2 separate regions of the Triticum aestivum genome follow, and region 1 is linked to region 2. The links are chromatin contacts, called in public Hi-C maps. All regions are on one chromosome and are shown on one strand. Each heading gives the region's core, a stretch centred on a gene start, on an enhancer-like site or on the middle of the called end of the contact. The rest is flanking DNA. Distances are from core to core; before and after follow the strand shown.

What was found. Hi-C and Micro-C count contacts between places; a contact is called where the count stands out from the background.
Region 1: a Hi-C map of leaf shows a contact between it and region 2, with 9 times the contacts expected there. The contact joins the promoter of LOC123136821 here to the enhancer-like site in region 2. A contact is called at or near these places in 2 of 5 Hi-C or Micro-C datasets (both in leaf) and 1 of 1 datasets of contacts at active chromatin or transcription factors (leaf).

Annotation. Positions count from the first base shown.
Region 1 is chr6B:251,962,709-251,967,029 of IWGSC CS RefSeq v2.1, forward strand. It overlaps LOC123136821 (probable cinnamyl alcohol dehydrogenase), which reads left to right and starts at 2,793. Exons shown (of 4, transcript XM_044556326.1): 1 at 2,793-3,032; 2 at 4,264-4,321. The coding sequence starts at 2,941.
Region 2 is chr6B:251,715,453-251,719,382 of IWGSC CS RefSeq v2.1, forward strand. No RefSeq gene overlaps it. Among protein-coding and RNA genes, the nearest start is that of LOC123136820, 130 kb to the left of the region's middle. Within about 2 kb of position 1,324, at least 1 of the 8 cell types and tissues checked has an H3K27ac peak or open chromatin away from gene starts, as enhancers often do. A contact at or near this core is called in leaf, where this site is marked.

The DNA.
Region 1 (4,321 bases), core at 1,543-4,042, 250 kb after region 2:
GTGGAGTCAAGTTTCTGACACTCCCCAAGTTGACGACGGAGCGAAGAGACACGAGCCTGCGACTGTGCTGCAAAGGAGCGCTCAAGGATGGTCCAAGCCTCATGAGACGTCTTGGCGAAGACAACAAGACCGGCAACGGTCGGAGTGAGCGACCCCTGGATGGAGGAGAGGTTCGCTTGGTCCTGCCCCATCCAAACACGGTGCGACGGATTGTAGACCGGGCCGTGCACGCTGTCGATAAGCGCAGGAGGACAGGGGAGAGAACCGTCGACGTAGCCAAGCAGGTAATGACTCCCAAGAAGCGGGAGGACCTGCGCACGCCAGAAGATGTAGTTGTCCGCCGACAACTTGATGGTGATAAGGTTTCCGAAGTGAAACGGCGGCGGCGGTAGAGAACCCGTGGAGACTGCCGGAGGCAAAGGCGCCATAGGGGCAGTGGCGACAGGCACAGCCGCGGAGATCGAGGGCGCAGGAGCCGCGCCCGACGCGGCGAGACCGGCCATCAGGGCCGAATCAGAGGCCTCCATCGGGGCAGCAGCGTTGGCGCTGGCGAAGGCGGCCAGGGAGTCGTCCGTCGTGGCGCTGGAAGTGCGGACCACCAGCGTGGTTCCCGGCGACGAGGAGAAGAAGGAGCCGACGCTCCTCGTCCCGATCGGGAGTGAAGCAGCCGCGGCGGAGTCGAGGGGCCGGGAGAGGAGGGCCGCCAGGGAGGCCGGCAGGTAGCTGGCCGTGGAGGAGCCCGAGGCGGCGGATCCCGACATGGCGGCGGCGGCGCGATCGAAGATGGCGACGGCGCGACGTGGGGCGGCGGCGGCTTGGGGTGTAGCGGAAGCGTAGACCTAGTCTGATACCATGTAAGACAATAGGTTTAGGGAACCGGCTCAACCCTCTAGGAGTGGCCTATCTCATATATATATAACAAGGGGGTACAACGTTACATCGTACGTATTCATATACGTACACATATACAGGAGCTATACAGTCTAACACCAAGTCGTCTGGAACTAGACCGAGAGCACATAGCAAGACATTATCCGCCGGCTTTGGCTTGGCAGGGCTGGCGTTGACACTTCTCTTTGTAGCCCTGGTCGTCCACTTGGGGGTGAAAGGCTCTGCCTCGGGGCGGAGAGAGGAGGTTTGCACCTCGCGGAGGAGCAGGGGTGCCAGTTTCTTCATGAGGTTGTTGCAGAAGGCCTTGAGCCTGTCAAAGGCTATAGATTCTTGAGCCGTAATCCCTCCCCCTACAGCCTCATTGTCCACGGACGTCTTCGTGCACTGCTCCACAATGGTGGTGTTGCCCTCCCGAACAGCGCGGGTGGGAGCAGCTCGTCTTGAGGAAGCACAGCTAAGTCCCACACCGTTTCGAGTTCCAGCCCACGCACAGCAGGGGCATGCAACCCGTCAGCCCCACAAGCAACCTCATGTGCATGATTCCCATTAATCCCCTCGGGTGGGGCCCGTGCATGACCTCCTGAGTGGTGGGGTCATGTGGCACTGTATCCCCAACTACGCCCAACTGATACCAGGACATGAAAAACCACGATAGAATGTTATGTTCGTTACAAAGTAGGAGAGATAGCTCATAATTTTACCTGCCTATTTTAATATTACGGTGTAAATAGTTGTTTACTAAATATAATACCTGCCCGTGATTTACTTGCCTAAATAAAATCTGAAATTTTATTTGGCAAGCATTTATTGGCTTATCACAGAAAATATAATTTTATTTTGTAAATCACTAAAAGATAGGGCAGTTAAGGCCGTGGTTTTTCATGTAAAATCGATGAAAAATAATATATATAGATGGGGCTTAAAAAAACAAATAGAAAAAGATGAACTTACTTTTTTTAAAACACAATACAGACGCAGGCGCTTATATATACTCACATACACTCATCTATATGAACACACATGCAGACCGTACCCCTTTGAGCACCTCCATGAGACTAAGTCGGCATATCGTCTTCAGATCAACGAAGTCACGTCTCCTCCCTCTGAACACACATTGTCGGAAATTGTAAAATAAATTTAGAAATAATGCAAGTACCAGGACTTGAACCCTCGTTGACTGGGGATAACACTACCCTCCTAACCATCCAAGCTTGGTTTGCGATGAATGTACTTCAGGATGGATGAATAAGGTGGTGGAAAATAGAAAATTACGTTCTTTAGGATATGAGAGATTTCTAGAGTAGAGATGGTAGAGAATAAGATAAAAACACACACAAATATACTACTCTCTTCGTCTCATAATATAAAAACATTTTTTATACTAGTACTAAATATTTGCACAATAAGGTCTTCCTTGTTTCACACTAGTATTGCACATTTATTTGTTTCTGGAATCATGTGAATCTTCTTTAATTTTAGAGAAAAAAGGTCCTGCGAATCAAACAAGCACGGAATTAAGCTCTGTGCTGCGTCAACTGTGGTTGGCATCTGTAAACTATCGAACGGCAAGCGTGGTAGGCATTTAAATAAGGGAGTAACTAGAACTCATCTAGATGAGACGTAATTTGGTCTCATTCACTTGAAAAACAAGAACGGATACAACTCACGTCAGCACACAAGTATCTTATAGCATCACATCCAATGGCTATAAAAGATGAATGAGACTAAATTAAATCTCATCTAGATGAGTTCTGACAAAACTGTTTAAATAAAAGAAGCAAAAAAAAAGAAAAAGAGAGAGGCAACTATAGCCACAGAAGATCGTTCCGCGGTATCCTTCCTGGCAAGGGGCAACCCACCCCACCAACTCTCGCCATCGGCGGCCGTGTTTGGCACGCCGTCACGGCTTGCTCTCCCTATATAGCTCCTCAACCCGTCCACCCATCCCGTACCACTATCGAGCATCCGGGCAAGCAAGTGCAAGTCTGCTCCGTTCCCTCCCAAATCCACCCATCCCTCACCCGCGTCTCCTCCGGTTGCGGCACGAGAATGGGCAGCGTCGACGCCTCCGAGACGACGGTCACCGGGTGGGCCGCCAGGGACGCCACCGGCCACCTCTCCCCCTACACATACACCCTCAGGTACGTACGATCGGCCGTCCGAATCGACCCTCCGGATCTACCATTCCTCCCCGCATCCTCTGCTCCCGGTGTTCTCTTCGGCGGAATCTGTTCCTTTTCTTCCATGTTGTGCGGCATGCATGCAATCGCATCGACCATATGCCGATATGCGATGAGGTTTTGAAGGGTAAGCCCAAGAATCTGATGCGTAGAGCTCTGAAAGATTGATCTCGACAGTGGTTCCTGCTTTTCAGCCCACCAACTGAGCAGCAACCGCATGATGAACGCGCTGCGCTTTAGCCGTTACGCTTTATGCACCACTTCGGTTCGGAGGACCCGCGTCTGGTAGCCGATGCTTTTTGCCTGCGTGTTTGTTGTGTGTACGGTGCATGTTCTTGCTCCTCGGTAGGACTCAGATATGGTGCAAGTTGTCCAGCTGCGCGTGTAAATGAGTAGAGCACGTGTATTTATAAGATCTTTGTCACGTTTTGATGTTTCTTCGTTGACATATCCTTGTTTCCATATTACTACTATGTGTGGCGTCTGGTCTAAAAATTGCACCAACTGTTTGCAATAATACATACTTCTTTGGACTACAGTTTTTCAAGCCAAAATTATGCAGCTTTAGGTGACGATGATTTACGAAGTTATTTGTAGCAAATAAAACATTTTATTCCTGTTTTGGTAATTCACAATCACTTGAAATTATGAGTTTCCACATTTTGGGTTCTCCTCATCCATGTGAATTTTGACACCTGTAAAATAGATACTCCAGTGTTTTGCACCAAGTCCAGTTGACAGCATCCATATACGCCAATATTCCCTCTATAAAAAAATATATAAGCGTTTAGATCTCTTATATTTGTTTACGGAGGGAGTAACTGATACGGACTACCACTTTATGGCTCAGGGTTCGTCTATTTGCACGTGCCTGCTCTGTATTTGCACTTGCAGAAATACACAGCACTAGACACGAGTACAGTACTTGTTTTTTTTATTTTTGAGAAGGTACAGTACTTGTTGAAATTAACTAGTCCTCGCCAAAAAAAAAAGAAATTAACTAGTCAGTTTCGGGAGCGACGAATGCTCTGAATGGCACTTGCGGCAGAATAGTCAGCCAATTTCTCGTGTCGTCTTGTACCGAGGAATCTTGTGTTTTGCCATGGAATAACTGAGTAAGGATCTTCTTCAAGACAAGAATCTTGTGTAAGCATCTCTCTTACCTTTGTGTTTTGCCATGCTGTGGTAACAGGAAAACAGGCCCTGAAGACGTGGTGTTGAAGGTAAAATACTGCGGCATCTGCCACACA
Region 2 (3,930 bases), core at 74-2,573:
TTTTTTGAAAACATGAACATTTTTGAAATATGTGAACAATTTTTTAAAGCATGAATGATTTTTGAATCTTGAGAACAAATTTGGAAGCGCGAACTATTTTTTAAAGCACGAACATTTTTTGAATCTTGAGAACAAATTTAGAAATGGGGAACAATTTTGAAAAATCCTAAACAAATTTGAAAGTGCGAACAATTTTTTAAGGCACAGACATTTTTTGAATCTTGAGAACAAATTTTGAAACGCAGAACAATTTTGCAAAATCCCGAACAAATTTGGAAGCGCAAACATTTTTTGAATATATGAAAAAAAATCTGGTACATTTTCTAAATTTCGAAAGTTTTGAACTTTTTTGGTGTAATGAGAACAATTTTGGAATGTTGAGAACATTTTTTGGAAATATGAACAAAATTTAAAATTTTCATTTCTTTTTTGAAAAAAGAGAAGAAAAGAAAAAGAAATAAAAAAGAAAATCAGAGACATTTTGTAGAACTGTGAACATGTTCTGAAAAAGAAAAATAAACTTGAAAAAGAAAAGGAAACAAAAAACGAAACAGAAAACGGGAAAAAAGAAACAGAAAAGTGGAAAACCAATAAAAGGAAAGAAAAACTGGTTCATGAAACCTTCTAGAAGGTTCACAAAACGGGGAGTGGGCAGTTCGTAAGCTATGTACGTAAATGTACGTAAGTGGGCCGGCCCAAAAGCATCGCTTGGTCGCTCGCCTTGTGTGAAGCGCCGGCAGTTTGCCACAATGGGCGGCCAATAGGATTTTCCCGACTGTTTGCCGTAACGAGCAGCGTATAGGAGCTCCCCGGGCGCCCCACCCGGAACGTTTCGTTTGATCCAAGGGGTCCTGGGATCCAACGTTAGGTAGATATCCTCGCCATTTCTAAAAAAGAAAAGAGGTAGATATCCTCGCCGAGAAAAAAAAAACCTTTGGAGCTCTTCCTGTGGTTAAAAGTCAACCCCTCCTCGTCTCCCAAACAGAAATCTGCTGGCCGAGATACTTAACCTGGAATGAGGTCAGCATGGCCGGCATTAATGATAAAATGTCATCTAAGTCAAGATGCCCACTGCGAGTTCACTACCCATCACAGTCTGCTGCAACACGCAGGGAGTAGATGTACCGAGTCAAGCAGGCGACGTACCATAACAACTTCCATTTGCGCCTTGTTTGAAAACAAGCAACTAGCCGAAGCGCCCCGAGAGTGACAGCCGGCTACCCCGCAAGAAAAGCCGAGGTGTTTCTGATGACGCGCAAGCAATCTCGCTCTCACGGGAGCCGTGACGCTGATGCACACTACTACTACTACTAGTCTACTACTCGGTCGTGGAAGCTCCTTTTCGCTTCCGGTCGCTGATTGCAGTGTCCGCCGTAGTTGTTGTTGTCTGTCCACGGAGTCAAAATTCCAAGGAAAACCTACCAGGCAAAAACCCCGTTCACCTACCGCGCTTCCAACTTCCGAGTCCAACAACCCCCCCCCCCCCCCCCCCCCCCGCGCATCGCTTTCCCTGCTAATCCAATCCACTTCCGCCTGCCACGCTACTTTCGTGCGAACTGCGCGCGAGAGCGAACGCTTTTTTCTCTTCTCCCACCGGCCCTCGCTTTCCCTCCCGCGCGGATCTTCTACCCGGACGGTGAACCGGGCTGGCTTTTCAACGTCCCGGAACTGGGACGTTGCTAGGCACCTAACCCCAACATCACAATTGGGTATAGCACATGACCTGGTCGAGCTACCGCAGCTGCATGGGCGGCTTGCTTTCTCCAGACTCTTGTTTGTGACGAAGAAATCTGAATAACCATGTACTGTAGAAGCAAGGAGCTTGGGGCCCTCTTTGATTGTTTATAAGATCGTCTATATATGCAGCCAACTCGTGGTCTACGTGCAGAAAATACTATGCTGTTTAAACAGATAGTGAAAACCGGATTTTTGCGACGGCAGGTGGGACGTAGCTGGGTCGCAGACTCACACGTGCCATCCAAACATGATTTTTTCTCTTATGATGGCAATTACCATCCAAACGTGCACGTACGTCGACAGTGATCGTAGAGCAATGTTTGCATGGGCATCTGCAACGTTTTAGCACTACGAACCTTAGACTTTTTAAATCTGGAAAATAATTCTAGCCCTCATCAAAGAGGAGGCGGCACTTTGGGTCGCCGCCGGTGCTAAAAAGTTGAGTTCAATCATGCCGGGAGAGTAGTCCCTTTGTAAGGCGGTGTTGTAATCCCTCAAACTCTTTCTTCTCTCTTAATTAATATATGAGGCAAATCTTTTGCCTCCTTTCAAAAAAAAATCTGGAAAATCATCTTAGAGCAACTTCAACACGCCTACTCAAACGGACACGCGCTTTGTCCGGTTTTATCCGCTTGGGTCGGCCGCCCGCTCGGCGTCCGCCCTGTTTTTTATTTGGATCGGCAGTGCGCTCAACACACCGATCCATATTTGCTCGCGTGACCGGCTTATCGCTGTTTTTTATAACAAATATATACACGGTTTGCATAGTTTCACAAGCGAGCAAATATAGTATAGTTCCACAACCCAAATAAACATATCATAATTTACAAGCTGGATAAAAATTAAATTGTCTCAAATACATTAAAAAAATATACATCTATTGGTTGCCAACATGAGCCCACATATACTTTACCAAATCATCTTGCGGCTGAATGTGAGTTTTCCAATCACGCATTTAATGATGAAATTGGGTGAACTGTGCAAACGTTGCCGCTCCTCCTCCATGCCCAGGCACAACATTGTCACCCTAGAACTGAAACCCTTGATCGTAGATATGTTCCAGGCGCTCATCCTCTACGATCATATTGTGCATGGTCACACAAACAGTCATCACCTCCCATAACTTCTTGGTGCTCCAAGTTCTAGCAGGATATCGAACGATGCCCCATCGAGATTGCAGAACACCAAAGGCATGCTCAACATCCTTCCTAGCACCCTCTTGCTTTTGGGCAAATCTTTTCCTCTTCTCTCCGACAGGGTTGAGAATTATCTTCGTAATAGTGGTCCACTGATGTAACGCCCCGGATTCGTTGCGCCAGGTGTCTGCCAGTTATTCACCGTCGTTGCCATGTCATTTGCTTGCGTGTTGCATTTTATCATGTCATCATGTGCATTTTATTTTACATACGTGTTCGTCCTATGCATCCGAGCTTTTTCCCCGTTGTCCGTTTTGCAATCCGGCACTCCTATGTCATCCGGCGTCCCCTTTTTGCCTCTTCTCTGTGCCGGTGTTAAATGTTCTCGGAATGGCCCGAGGTTTGCGAAGCGGCCTTGGTATAGCACCGGTAGACCGCCTGTCAAGTTTCGTGCCATTTGGAGGTCGTTTGATACTCCAACGGTTAACCGGGTAACCGCAAAGGCCTCTTTTGTGTGCAGCCCAACACCCCTTCCAAAGTGGCCCAAAACCCAGAAAACTCCCCTCCATGCTCTCGGTCGTTCGATCACGATCGCGTGGCCGAAAACCGCTCCTCATTTGGACTCTCCTAGCTCCCTCTACTTATAAATATGTGGCCTCCCCTGAAATTCTCGCAGTCCAAACCCTAGCCCACTTCCCTCGCGCCGTCGGACAAAAACCTCCCTCGCCGCCGGACATGTCCGCCGCCCCCTCGTCCAATCGCCTCCCGCCACGTCGCCCCGCAACTCCCCGCGCCGCCGCGGCCCGCCCGGCCCACGGCAGGCCCGCCCCTGGCCGCGACCTGGCCCGTTCGCCGCGAAGCCCGCTGCGCCCCGTGCCTCGCCGGACTTCGCCCCGTGCCGGCGTCGCTCCCCGCCGGCGACCGCCGCCGCCGTCCGCCTCCCGGCTTCTGCAGGCGGCGCCCCCCCCCCCGAGCTGGCGCCCCTCCGCCGCCCGCCGCACGCGCAGCCGCGCTTCGCTCGTGGGCCTCGACCTGCTGCCCACGACCCAGATCCGCC